Linked DNA regions of Macaca mulatta: region 2 is linked to region 1. A link is a contact called in public Hi-C data. All regions are on one chromosome and are shown on one strand. Each heading gives the region's core, a stretch centred on a gene start, on an enhancer-like site or on the middle of the called end of the contact. The rest is flanking DNA. Distances are from core to core; before and after follow the strand shown. Region 1 holds the start of SPSB2 (splA/ryanodine receptor domain and SOCS box containing 2). Region 2 holds the start of C1RL (complement C1r subcomponent like).

What was found. A called contact is a pair of places that touch in the nucleus more often than the background predicts.
Region 2: a Hi-C map of liver shows a contact between it and region 1, with 4 times the contacts expected there. The contact joins the promoter of C1RL here to the promoter of SPSB2 in region 1. A contact is called at or near these places in 2 of 14 Hi-C or Micro-C datasets (fetal cortex germinal zone and liver).

What each region holds. Positions count from the first base shown.
Region 1 is chr11:7,837,002-7,840,816 of T2T-MMU8v2.0, forward strand. SPSB2 (splA/ryanodine receptor domain and SOCS box containing 2) reads right to left here and starts at 1,790. Exons shown (of 4, transcript XM_077953439.1): 1 at 892-1,790; 2 at 731-889. The coding sequence starts at 1,390. It also overlaps the pseudogene LOC100429951.
Region 2 is chr11:8,126,204-8,130,018 of T2T-MMU8v2.0, forward strand. It overlaps C1RL (complement C1r subcomponent like), which reads right to left and starts at 1,954. Exons shown (of 5, transcript XM_077953476.1): 1 at 1,791-1,954; 2 at 908-1,136. The coding sequence starts at 1,861. It also overlaps a transcript of CLSTN3 not described here.

The DNA.
Region 1 (3,815 bases), core at 540-3,039:
CATCCCTAGTCAGAGCTGGGATGAAGCGCTGGCTAAGGCCCTCTAAGTGACAGGCCAAGGTGGCTCTGACCGTGGTGGAGCTGGCCCAGGCTTTGACTCCAGAGGCTTGGGAGCTGGGGCTGAGGTGAGGAAGGATGGCCGTCCACTCTACAGCTCACACAACTGCAGAGAGCAGCTCCAAGCCCTGGCCCCAGTCAGTTCCTAGGAAGGCTCCTCCCCTGCTGCCCCTCCCTAAGGCCCTGCCTCCTCCACTGCTCTCCTCCCTGGTGCCCAGGGCCCCAGTGTCTCCATGCTGAGGAAGGAAGTGGGTATGTGGCACAGAGACAGGTCAGAGCCCAGAGAATCCGGTACACACCCCGGGTACCTGGCTCTGCCTGTCCTCCTCCTTTTGGACCTGTACATCAAACCCAGTACCTAACCCTTTGCGCCTCTTGCTCAGGGGTTGATATCTCCTGAATTCTCTCATCCCTGGAGTGCCTCCCTCCATTCTGAAGGTTCACCATTTACTGGCCAAGAAAACTTGAGAAAGTTGCTTTCTCAAGCCTGTTTCACCTCTATTGCTGCTGGATTAAATAACAGCCGTAAAGACCCCTAGCCTTTCCCAGCACTGAACAGGCGAGAGGCAGGCTGGATGAAGGTGCATCCCCTCTGCTCTTGTCAGAAGAGTTTCCATCCCAGACCGCTGCCACCAGGGACAGAAAGTTCTCCCCACATCTGCCCCAGGCCTCACCTCTCCTTTCGCCCAGGTAGCGGATGCGGACCTGGCACTGGCCCCAGACAGCGCTTACTGCCGGATAGAGGGTCCTGCCCTTCAGTCCGCAGAAGGCTGTCCCCAGGTAGGTGCTCCCAATAGCGTAGCCCAGAGTTCCCTCCTCCATGTCCAGAACAGCAGTCTCTCTGGCACCTCCGGCTGCTCACCCTAAGTTCCCGCTGGATACTGGGGCGCTCCGGGCCCCTTGGTCTGATGGTACAGCTTCCCCCGCCCGATGTCCCAGCCCCACGACTCGCTGTTGCTGCCCAGCAGCGCCGCGTAGTGCTTAGTCGGCAGCGGGGCGCGGGCCGTGGCCACGCCCACCACGGCATACGGGCCCCTCTGCTCTAGGGGCCAGCTGATCTCCCAGGCGTGCAGGCCTCTTGAATAGCCCCTCTTACCCCGGACACCATCAGTGCTCTGGGACATGGGCCTCCGCTCAAAGTACAACCCTCCTTCCTTGACTTCGATGTTCTCTGAACAGTCTATGGGGTTCCAACCGTGGCGTCGTTGGGCCCCCCGTTCAGGAGGGTGTGCAGACAGCAGCTCTTCCAAGCCCTCGGGACAGGAGACGTCAGGGTACAGGGCCTGTGGGGTGGGGGTGCTGCTGCTGTCCCCCGCCAGGGCTGTCTCGCCCATGGAGGTGAGGAGCTATAGGGCTCCCCGAAAGAGGCTTGCTGGGGCGTCTCTCTTCTAAAAGTTGAGCTCCAGTTTGAGATTGGCCTGGAAGCGAGTTGGGAGAAAAGGGGTGGAGGAGCAGAATCCTGGCGGGGGGTCGTCACCCAGGCACCCCATCCTTTCACCCAAGTTTGCCAACTGGCCCGCTCCTCCCCCCTCGCTGCCCGAAAGCTCCCGGACCCCTCATCTGCCCTCGCCCCATCTGACCCAGGTCGCCCGAGACTCTCGCGAGTTCGCCCCCTTTGGGCCTCAGCAGGGACCATCCGCCTTACTCGCCCCGAGCCCTAGCCGCTGCCCCCGAACCTCGGTTGGATTCCCAGCCCAGGAAGTCGCCGGGCCTCTGGAAGAGCCGGGCGGAAAGAAGCCGAGGCGCGCAGGGCGCACACCGCGTGCCGCTTCCGCCCCCAGCACCTCCCTCGGGCGGTGCTCACCCCGCGGCCCCGCCCCGCCAGGGCCCTCCGGGGCGTTAACCCTCTCATCGCCGCCCCGGGTTGTGCAGCCCGAGGCCGCGCCCCTGTATGGCCTCGCCCCTTCGGGGGCAGTTACCTGTCTACCCGCCGCAGCCGCGGGGAGCATGCCCCGCCCCCTGGACCCCACCCCGGGCGGTTAACCTCGGGTCTCCGCACCGGGCTGTGACCCTCCCCGAAGCCCCGCCCCCACGGCGAAGGCCCGGGGCGATTAACCCTTCTCTCCCTGCGGCAGAGTCCGCACCCGGTCAGGCCCAGCTCAGAATTAACGCTTTGATGGCATCACCGCCTTGGGAATCCCTGGGGATGGTGTTCACCGTCAAGACCTTTGAACCGCCTGAGCAACTAACTCCTGCGACCTTGAGGATAAGGAGCATGGGGTGAAGGAGGGGCTTCATTGTGCTGACTCCCATTTCTATTTCCCTGTGATTCTGGGTCACTGTTTCTGGGTTGGTCCCTTTCTGCCCCGGGTTTTGAGTCAGCCTGTGCCACCTCTGAGGCTGTGAAATCTGCTTCAGGCTCTGGGCTGTACGCATCATAGTTTTCCCTGCTGGTCCAGTCTTCATACTGGATGCCAATCCATTACTGAGCCGTTGATCTCATTTGGTAGAGTGTCCTGGCTGAGACTTGGAGTTTGAGTGAAGCTATGCCACTAGTTAACTGTGTGATCTCGGGGAAGTTGCCAGATTTCTCCTTTTTTTTTTTTTTTTTTTTTTTTTGAGACAGGGTCTTGCTGTCACCCAGGCTGGAGTGCAGTGGCGCCATCACAGCCCACTGCAGCCTTGACCTCCTGGGCTCAAGTGATCCTCCTACCCCAGCCTCCCAAGTAGTTGGGACTACAAGCATGTGCTCCCATGCCCAGCTAATTTTTTAAAAATTATTTTTATTTTTTTGAGATGGAGTCTTGCTCTTATTGCCCAGGCTGGAGGGCAGTGGCACGATCTCGGCTCACTGCAACCTCCGTCTCCCAAGTTCAAGCGATTCTCCTGCCTCAGCCTCCTGAGTATCTGGGATTACAGGCACCCACCACTATGCCTGGCTATTTTTTGTATTTTTAGTAGAGACAGGGTTTTGCCATGTTGGCCAGGCTGGTCTCGAACTCCTGACTTTGTGATCTGCCTGCCTCGGCCTCCCAAAGTGCTGAGATTAAAGGGGTGAGCCACCACTTCCAGCCAAAAAAAAATTTTTTTAGAGACAGGGTCTCCCAAAGTGCTGAGATTTCAGGCATGAGCCACTATGCCCAGCCCCAGATTTCTATAGTTTTCTGTTATGTAAAATGGGAGCAATGATGGTAGTTACCTCACAGGGTTGTTATGCAGTTGAAATAATTCAGGTAAAACATGTAGCACAGAGCTGGGTACATGGTATGCACTCAACAAGCGTAGATGTCAATATGCTTACAGAGTGTGGACACTAATAAGGAGGCAATATAATATAATGGCAAACATGGTAACTGTGGAACCAGACTCCCCATTCATGAATACCTGAAGGCCACTGTGTGTATGATCTTGGACAAATTACTGAACCTCCCTGTGCCTGTTTCTTCCTCTGTAAGACAGAGATCACATTAGTATCTATTGCATGGGGTTGGTAGTGAGGATCCAATGAGGTTATAGATGTAACACATTTGGAACAGTTTCTGGTTCGCATTTAATGATTTGTGCTAAGCACTGGAGATTAAGCAGTGAATCCTTAAGGAGGTTACAAAGACTTTTATAAAACAATGTATCATGTATTAATAGTAAATAAAATTATGGAGATATAAAGAAAGTACTATAGAAGTAAAAAGAATAGGACTTCTATCTGGGGTTCAAGCAGTTAGGAAAGGAACATGTTCTAGAAGAGGATCACACCTGGGCTGAATCTTTTCATGTCCTAGAAGGGGTTCACACCTTCACACAGGGCTGAATCTTTTTTTT
Region 2 (3,815 bases), core at 704-3,203, 290 kb after region 1:
ATGTTTTTGTAGAGATGGGGTCTTGCTATGTTGCCCAGGCTGGTCTCAAATTCCTGGGCTCAAGTGATCCTTTCGCCTCAGCCTCCCAAAGTGCTGGGACTACAGACATGAGCTACTGCGCCCAGGCTTAGAAAACTTTAATTTAAAAAAAAAAGTGTTACAACTATTATGTATCTATAATAATTAAAAATTTTAAAATTAAAAAATAAAGTTCAAAAGTTTATATGTGTGTCATTTTGATATAAATAAAATTTAAATCAAAAGATAATGTGCTCTTTTTATTTTTATTTATTATTTATTTATTTTTGAAATGGGGTCTTGCTATATTGCTTAGGCTGGCTTTGAACTCCTGGGCTCCAGCCCTCTGATCCTCCAGCCTGTCTCCTGAGTATACTGCTGGGACTACAGGCCTGCATCACTCCATCAAGCACTGTTTCTAAAATGTCCTTATTCTCAATAAGGCTTTGGCGTTAGAAGTTTTGTGACAGCTCTTCTAAGGTAAGTGTGAACGGTGACTTAATCTTTTGTTATTATTTGTGCCCAGCTTCCTCACCTGATAGAGCAGGCACTCAACAAATACATGATGATATATTTTTAACAACCAATGTGTGCGTGCCTCACCCTGGCTCCATAGATTTGCAAGATTTGTGTGTCCCTTCATAAGTCTTCCAAATGCAGGGCCTGCTTGCTGCCCTCTTTGCTCGCTGGGGCCCAGACGGCAGCCCTGGAGGCGCTGCTGGGAGGTTGTGTCCTGGGGTCCACCACTGCTGCCCGGTAAGCCAAGCCCGACTGTCCCTACATGGAAAATTCCTCCTCCAGATGGGTGATTCAGGGCACCGCCACTTCCCACGACCCCGGGAGTCTCCCTGGCCACAGTCCTGGCGGGACCCCCCCATGCCCAGCTCACTGTGACAGAGTCCCCTGCACAGTCCTGGGACGGCTCCAGGTCGAAGTCCTGGAAGACGAGCCTCACAGCAAAGCCCTCTGGAGCCTTAATGTCCGCGCTGCTCTCGTGGCCTTTGCGATACGGCTCTGGGTACCCGGGGGATGTCAGCTGCTGGGGTAGCTCTTGGGCCAAGAGGATGGAGCCCCCGGTGGGGCAAGCCTGGAGGACTCCCCAGAGGAGCAGCCACCACCTGTGAGTAGGGGGGAGGGCAAGGTGGGACCGCGCAGCTGTGGCCGGAAGCCTGTGGGTGTGGGAGGAGCGGGGGAGCCGCGCTAGGACTGAGAGGCCTGGCAAGGCCGGGTCAGAAGCGGTGGCCTCACCCTTGAGGCCCGGGCACTTCCCGTCTCCTCCCTTCCTCCCCTTCCTCACCCCATCCCTACAGCCTCCCGTGCAGCCTGAGCTCTAGGATTGTCGGTTTTCCCTCCTCCGAAGACATCACCTTTGCTCATCTCCCAGGAGAGTCTCATCCAAAGGAGGGGGTGCTTTCTGCTTCAGCAGATCCCACCCCATCCTGGGATCCGAGGGAGCAATGGTGGGGCGAGTGAGGGTCTGCCGCAAACACCCACCGACCACCCCCACGGAAGGTGCTACAGGCCGCAGGCAAATTTCAGTTTCCCCATGGAATATGTGCTGTGCTGCTGCTGCTGCTGCTGGTGGTGTGTGTGTGGGGGTGTGTGTGTGTGTGGGGTGTGTGTGTGTGGGGTGTGTGTGTGTGGGGTGTGTGTGTGTGTGTGTGGGTGGGTGGTAGGGTGGGGGGGGGGGAGGGGAGCGTTTGCGGCCACACACCCTCCCATCCCTCTCCCTCCCGTCCTCTTCCCTCCTCGTCTGCCGGGAACACACTCACATTGCGCCTGGACAGCCTGTGGAGTGAGGCCTTCTCCAGAGATATTTCCCCCACACTCTGGGTCCAGGCATCTGGAACTGGACATCTGGGACCTGCGAGAGAACTGGCCCAGGCTAGGGAACAAAAGGTGAAGGCCGGTGGGGGAGGAGGAAGTTCCTGGAAGTGTTGAGCAACTCCTCAGTTCCCCTTCTCCAATTCTCCGGGCGGAGCGCCACCTGCCGTCGGACTCAGGAACAGCGGGCCGGCCGCAGCTTAGGGGAAAAGTCCCAAAACCTCGCTGGCCCTCAGAGGTCAGGGTGACAGGACACTGACTCAACCCTTTTGTACTATTTAACACTGATTTTTGCCACGTGTGTAGGATGACTCCTTGTGAGTTATGGCTGCTGCCTTCACTCAGCCATGTCTCTTCCTCCCCGACCTTTCCCTTCACCGACATACCTGGGGAGCCTCCCTCTTGTGGAATTGAAGTTTGTGATCCTTGAACTTGAGCTTTCTCTTCCTTTCCCTCCTCACCAAGCAGGGGTGGGGGACATGCGCTTAGGTGGCCTTTTGAATCCTACCCACAACCTCTGCAGGCTGCTCGTCCAGCATGGTCAGGGCTGGGGTCGAGCCCAGGTGTCCCTCAGTCCCTAGTCCCAGTCATCACTCAAGCCGTCACTCAAGCTTCTGTAGGCAGTCACTAGAGCCCGTGGCTGCTCTCACCGCTCCCCGAGGAAGGACATTCACCCACAACTTGGTAGAAGGCCAGAAGGCCCTTGTGGAGGTGGATGGTCCTGTCCTCAGAGAAGGCAGGTGTGTGGAAGGCCTTACACTGTACACACACACATGCACACACACACACACACACACACCCCTCTCAGAGAAGAATCTATTGCTTCCTCCATTTTGCATATAGTAATATGGCAGCAAGTTACAGACCTAAACAGGATATGCTCTGCATCTTTGGTTTTTCTAGGCTAGAGAGATTTAGGAGAGCCACAGTCCATGGCTACAAGGAGATGATAAGAGAGTGATGGCCAGGACAGATACAATTTCTCAGGTACAGCCTTGAGCTCAAGCCTGCCTGTCTGCCACATCCCAACCCCAAACACACCTGGGGATGATCTCCTATGCCCGTCTTTTGAGGAGTGGGCCCCTCTGACTAGGACTTCTTTCCTCCGGTGAGATCACTGAAACCTGCTCTCTCATAGAACTCTTAGGGTCACCTGGAGCACCTTGGGAGCCAGAGATGCAGCCAAAGAGTGAACAATGGTACCAATCCCAAGACCCATGTGTTAGGAAGAAACCAGCCAAGACTCAGATCAGGACTGGGGAGTCTACCTCTCGTCTCCCTTCAGAGCATTATTTCCTTGTTTGCTAAGAGGGGCAGGAGCTGGAAAACCCAGCTAGCCCATCTGAGAAGACTTTCTTGGAGATGAGCTGGAGGAAGGAGGAGTAAGGCCTTGGAAGGAAACTCCAGGACAGGTAGGATGACTGACTGTTTTGATTTGCATGGGACTAACGGGTTTCCCAGGACATGAGGCTTTCAGTTTTAAAATGAGAGAAGTTCTGGGCAAGCCAGGACTGGTGGTCACCCTAAATGGATAGGGGCAAAAGTGCTAGAGTGAGGCTGGGTGGGAAAGAGGACAGAGAGCCAAGAGGGTGGAGAGGCAGTGACGCACCGGCAGCCCCAGGTGACTGGGCAGTCCAGGGCCTGGATGTGGTCCCTGTTTGGGGTAATCCAGCACTCTGAATATGAGGGCCCACCTTGGTCTCACCTAGGTGGTGTGTGTGGCTGCAGTGTGAGTTAGGGTCAAGGACAAGGGGACGAATGGCCGGTGATGTGGGACTGGAGAAGGAGCTGATGGCTCTGTACATAGCTGGTCACTGCAGGCTGCTGTGGGCCAGGGTTGAGCTGTGCCCTGCTGGGTTTTCAGCACCACCTCCCCTACATGGGACCTCGTCTCTAACTGGCAGAGTAGTCAATTAAAAAAAGGGCATGCCATGGCACGTCATGGTCAAACTGCTAAAAGCCGAAGACAAAGA